Regions from separate parts of the Sus scrofa genome. Here region 1 is linked to region 2. The links are chromatin contacts, called in public Hi-C maps. All regions are on one chromosome and are shown on one strand. The core of a region is the stretch at or near the end of the contact, and the rest is flanking DNA. Distances in the headings are between cores, read along the strand shown.

Evidence for each region. A called contact is a pair of places that touch in the nucleus more often than the background predicts.
Region 1: a Hi-C map of brain shows a contact between it and region 2, with 4 times the contacts expected there. The contact joins two enhancer-like sites. A contact is called at or near these places in 7 of 47 Hi-C or Micro-C datasets (brain, embryonic fibroblasts, heart right ventricle and 3 more) and 1 of 2 datasets of contacts at active chromatin or transcription factors (skeletal muscle).

The regions. Positions count from the first base shown.
Region 1 is chr14:62,370,194-62,372,893 of Sscrofa11.1, reverse strand. The region is part of intron 5 of LOC110256651 (a long non-coding RNA gene); the gene reads left to right. Among named protein-coding and RNA genes, the nearest start is that of PHYHIPL, 150 kb to the left of the region's middle. Within about 2 kb of position 1,398, at least 14 of the 83 cell types and tissues checked have an H3K27ac peak or open chromatin away from gene starts, as enhancers often do. A contact at or near this core is called in brain, where this site is marked.
Region 2 is chr14:62,301,345-62,304,246 of Sscrofa11.1, reverse strand. The region is part of intron 5 of LOC110256651 (a long non-coding RNA gene); the gene reads left to right. Among named protein-coding and RNA genes, the nearest start is that of PHYHIPL, 220 kb to the left of the region's middle. Within about 2 kb of position 1,541, at least 9 of the 83 cell types and tissues checked have an H3K27ac peak or open chromatin away from gene starts, as enhancers often do. A contact at or near this core is called in brain, where this site is marked.

The DNA.
Region 1 (2,700 bases), core at 149-2,648, 69 kb before region 2:
TTGATTAAGGAACTAAAATTCTTTTGGAACCTTAGAGGAAGGCATGAAACTACAAAGGTAGATCCAGAGGAAGATGAGTGTGCTCAGAGGAACATTCTGTAGAGTGAGGAATCACTGAAGGATCTTCTGTAGGAGCACTACAGAGGACTTTTTGAGTCCACCCAGCACCTACCCCACTCCCAAGGAACTGATTTAACAAGCCCTCTGAATGAGAGCAGCCATCTTCTCACCAGACATCATGACCCCGCCTCCTTGGTCCCAGTGATTGGTCTGGAGGTGGAGACCAGCAATGAACCAATGTACCAATCACAGGACCTCACTCCCCAACTCTGTGACTGGCCAGAGGCTTGCTGAATAGTAACACAGGCAGGCTTGGAGGAGGCATTCTGAGAAAGCTCAGAACACAGGGTTATGCTGCCAGAGGACATTCCCCTACCTGGTAAATGAAATCATTTTTGTCTAGAAGAGAATATACAGTTTTGTGCACACACAGAGAAGCAGAAACATGAGCCACTGAGAGAAAGTACATGACAGCTTTTAATGCCCTCCTTCTAGACTGAGAGGTCTTTAAAGCTGCCCTGGTTCCCCCTTCCTAAAACTTGGATCTTCAGAGATTTTTTTTCTACTCTGTGTCACACCCTAAGCCCCTCCCCCAGTCCTTCTAATTTCTTGAACTACTTTGAATCCATTTTTGGCAGGGACAAAAATGAGTCTCACTGACCAGTGATGAGATCCTCATTCAGCCTCCTCTGCCAGAAATGCCCACAGGTCCCAGCCATGCATGGAAAGTGGGGCTTTACCTAAAGCCCTCATATGTCTTAATAAACCCCTGTCCAAAAGTTCCATGTCAAAAGAATAACTATGGGAAAAAAATGACATTCTTGGAAAGAGAACTCTAGAAACAAACAAAAATATTAACAGTTATTGCGAGGATACACCCAGTCATTTCTTTAAGCTACTACCAGCTGCACAAGAAGCAAATAAAAGTACAGTTGTAACTCCAAAACACCAAGCAGGGAGGGACTCAGGGCTAAGAAATTAAACTGAAATTTAAAATGCAGTTTAAGGGTGATGGAGAAGAAAGTTTCTTGTTTCCAAAAAACACTGACCAATACATAAATAAGTATTGAAAATATAAATTAAGATATCAAGTCAAAGTGCATTCATTCCCTAGGCTAAAGACCAGTTGCTTGAAAAAGTGCCCTGAAACTAAACTTGGCTGCTGTTCATTTTGAAAGAAATAAGTGGGCTCTGTCAACATTAGGGGTCAGGTTGGAAAGACCTTTGCAAACAAGTGCTGAGTTTCCTAACTGAGCTCACTGGAGCCTGGCTGTCTCGAGCCCTGGGCAGATAACACACCAGAGCACCGGCCTCAGCTTCTCAAGGGCAAGCCCTAAAGAGACCACATTCCTGTAACCTGGCCTGAATGTTCCCACGGCACAGAGGGAAGTGAGACTATCTCTGACTTGCCAAAACCCATCTGAAAAGGCATACCCCACTGGCGGCAGCCTCTTCTCCTAAGAATTCTGGGAGAAGATCCAGACAGAAACACTTTATGTGGGGCAGCCAGGCTCTTTTTTAGCATCCTGTTTCCTCTCCTGGCAGGCAGACATTTTTCTTTTTGTCTGTTGTAGAAACTAGAACTGGATCACGTGCTTAGGATACCTAAAAGATGGAAATCAGTGACTGAGGGAAAAACTGCAAAGAGGTTATTAGGGGAGGGGCGGGGAGAGAGGAAGGAAGAAGACAACTTTAGATCAGCAAAGCAAATCCCATGGGTCAAGTTAATACTGACAAGGAACATCTATGGGGAGACTGTGACTGGCACTTTCAGAAGTGTGTGCAAGAGAGAATAGTGTTTCTGTTCTCATGCCCTAGAATCTAATAGTCCTTGAAGATCTCCATCTCTCTGTAAATTAATTGTGTGTGTGTGTGTGTATGTGTATATATATATATGTATATATATATAATTTTAATAATTACACACAAATGAAATTGCTTTAAAATCAATCTATAATCTACTTATTTCTCCATTCAATAATAAGCCATAAACATCCTGTCAATATATATCATCATATTAATGGCTCCAAACTGATATTACTCAGTGAATGAACATTTTACATTTTGGCACAAAGTGCCACAGTGTTCTCCACAAAGACTGTACTAATTACAGGAGGATACAACTATGCATAGAAAATCTAGTGCTCCACACCTGGATAACCATTGTCTTTCAGTCATATTTATACTCATATTTTTTACATTCATGTTTTGCTCTTTTCCCCACAGAATCAAATTTATCCATTTTTTCATAATTTCTTTTTTATGATATGTTGGAAAGGTTTTCCTTATCATCAGATTATCTTAAAGGATACTTTCTTTTAACATTCTTCTGGTTGCTTTTTTATATTTAAACCTTTGATCCATTTGGAATTTAGTGTTATGATTTACATAAGGCTACAGATTATTCTTTCCCAAATATACTTAAGAATTGTTATTTCAAAGGGCTGTTTTTAATACATAGGCTGCAAGCTTCGTGGTGTAATTTTGCATTTCTTACACATGCACACTAAAGCTAGAAATTCCCACAGTTAGAGACTAGTCTTTCAGCCTCCATTAAAATGTAAACATCCTATGAAGAGGAGATATCTCAAAGTTCAACAACCGTTTATTTTACTTAATGTAAACTAAAACTTTTCTAGG
Region 2 (2,902 bases), core at 292-2,791:
GTATTTGTCTTTCTGACTTACTTCACTCAGTATGAGAGTCTCTAGTTCCATCCATGTTGCTGCAAATGGCATTATTTTGTTCTTTTTTATGGCTGAGTAGTATTCCATTGTGTATATATATCACCATGCTGTACAGTAGAAAAAAAATATGTATTGGGGAAATAAAATATATATATACAAATAAATTTTAAAAAATAAATTAAAAAACAGGTCAGAAAGAGAAAGACAAATACAAATGATATCACTTATATCTGGAATTTAATATATGACACAAATGAACATTTCCACAGAAAAGAAAATCATGGACTTGTAGAAGAGACTTGCGGTTGCCAAGGGGGAGGGGGAGGGAGTGAAATGGACTGGGAATTTGAGGTTAATAGATGCAAACTATTGCCTTTGGAATGGATAAGCAATGAGCTCCTGCTGAATCGCACTGGGAACTATATCTAGTCACTTATGATGGAGCATGATAATGTGAGAAAAAGAATGTATATTGTATGTGTCTCTGGGTCGTCTTGCTGTACAGGAGAAAATGACAGAACACTGTAAACTAGTTATGATGGAAAAAATAAAAATCATTTAAAAATAAATTAATTAATTAGAAATGGGGGCAAAGGGATGGAGGTGGGGACAAAGAAAAACAGCACAGAAGGGTAACAGAATATATTACCCAATATGTGCCACTTTGGCATGAGAATTATTTTGAGAGGAAGCAATTGAGAAGAAGCAGATATAAGAAGATCTATCTCCCTGCTTCTCTCTATTTGCTTAAAAGCAGGACATATATTTATAAAAGTGTTCCCCCTGCCCCAACCAAGAACAACAAAAGTTAACCATCAGGGAAAACTCTAGACCATTATCAGCCCAGAGACAGCACCAGAGGAATCCACATGACAAACCTTACTAAAACTATCACTTCTCTCCTATTAGCTTCCCCATAGATTTGCCTTCTCATAATTTGCTGCTGCTAGAAACTCGAAGTCCTGTTCCTTTGTCTTGTCCTGTCTCTTAAAATGTATTGTTCTTTTATTAAAATGATATATAAGCCAAGTTCTAACCACTCCTTTGAGTTACTCTGGTTATTCCATGTGTACGTATGATGCACATTTCAGTGAACTTGTGTTTGTTTTGCTCTTGTTAATCTGTCTTTTGGCAATCTATTTTACAGGGCTCCAGCCAGAGAAACTAAAATGGGTAGAGGAAAAAGACTTCTTTTCCCTCCACTAGAGTCCCAACCAATGTTTAAGACTTTGTCTTGGCACTTTGGCTTAAAATATTTGGTTTAAATAATGTTTACTGTCACCATGTACCAGGCCCAGTGCTGGTGCTGCAGAGCCAGAACTCTGATCCCTGATGCTTTCTCTTGCAGAGTTTCAAGGTGGGGAACTCAGACAAGCAAGTCATTTTTCCAAAGAGCATTAGTTGAGTCTTGTTAAAGATTTGACAGTGCTGTTAAATGGGAGGATTCTGTGCCATCCAACTCCACTTAAGCCCTCAGCTAAACCATCAAATGGCCCCATTCATGCTGCAGCTGCAGGATTCCTGAGGTCATGCCAGTGGGAACCAGGAATGCATACGAGGGCTCAGTCTTAGCTTCTGACACCCTGTGAGCTTTGAGGAAGAACAAGTAGGCATTTGTTAGGGAAAGGCCCACAAAGGAACCACAAGAAAGGGGATTGAATGCCACATGGGATTCCAGGCCAAATGCAAAACCTGGTATAGTGTCTGCCACCACAGCTTGTGTGACCTCACTTGCTTACTGGTTTCAGAGGCAGCTGATGGCCCAGAGACCAAAGCAGAGACCCTAAGCAGAGTGGGGATGGCAGCTCTTCAGGAATGGAGTTGGTACTTTGTAACCCACAAAGTGAGGACTGTTAAGCCAAGCCACATTAAGGAAGCAAAAGTCTGCAAGGCAAGGAGAGGATAAAGACATGTTTTGCTGGGGTCGCTGGACCATTCCTCCTCACATACACCCAAGAGGGAAACAGTGGAGAAAGAATACAAGTAGCAGGGTAAAATTCCCTTAAAAAGCCTATAGAGGGAACAACAACTCAAACTTTTGGATCATTTTCTTGTGCACTCATTTCCCCCAGTAACTTAGATTGTCCATTTGCTCCTAAAATTTGATTCTGCTACCATTACCAATGATGCAGTTGCTCATGTAACTCAAGGGCTATGTCCAGGCACACTTCATCACCACCCCTCTTTACACTTTCATGTATTATAGTATGACTTAGACCGTGTGTTTAGAGCAGGATTACACAACCTCAGCACTACTGACAATGGCTTGTATATGATTCTTCTTTGTGTATCTTAGTGTGCCATTGGACACCATTGGCACCTCCTAGTCATGTTGCTGAAAATATATTTAGACATTGCTAAAAGTATCTAGGGGGTAAAATTGCTCCCCCACTCCCAGCTGAATAACGCTGGCATAGAGGAAAAGTAGAAGAAGGTTTTGATATGAAATCTTCTAAGGAAATAGAAGAGGGATCAATAGTCTTTGTTGCTTAGAGATAGTTTCCATACAGGAAAGAAGCCTCAAATGACCATAGCCTTGAGTGGGATTACCTATGTAATACTAAAACAACAAGTCATATGTATAATCAGTCAATTCAATCACATCAACCTAAGGCTTTATTAAATAACATTCAATAGGCACTGTCTGTGCTTTAACTATGTGCTTAGGTATATAGGTCCTCATGCACCCCATACACTATTAGAATGGTGTGATTTGGGAGTTCCCGTTGTGGCGCAGTGGTTAACGAATCTGACTAGGAACCATGAGGTTGCGGGTTCGGTCCCTGCCCTTGCTCAGTGGGTTAACAATCCGGCGTTGCCGTGAGCTGTGGTGTAGGTTGCAGACGCGGCTCGGATCCCACGTTGCTGGGGCTCTGGCGTA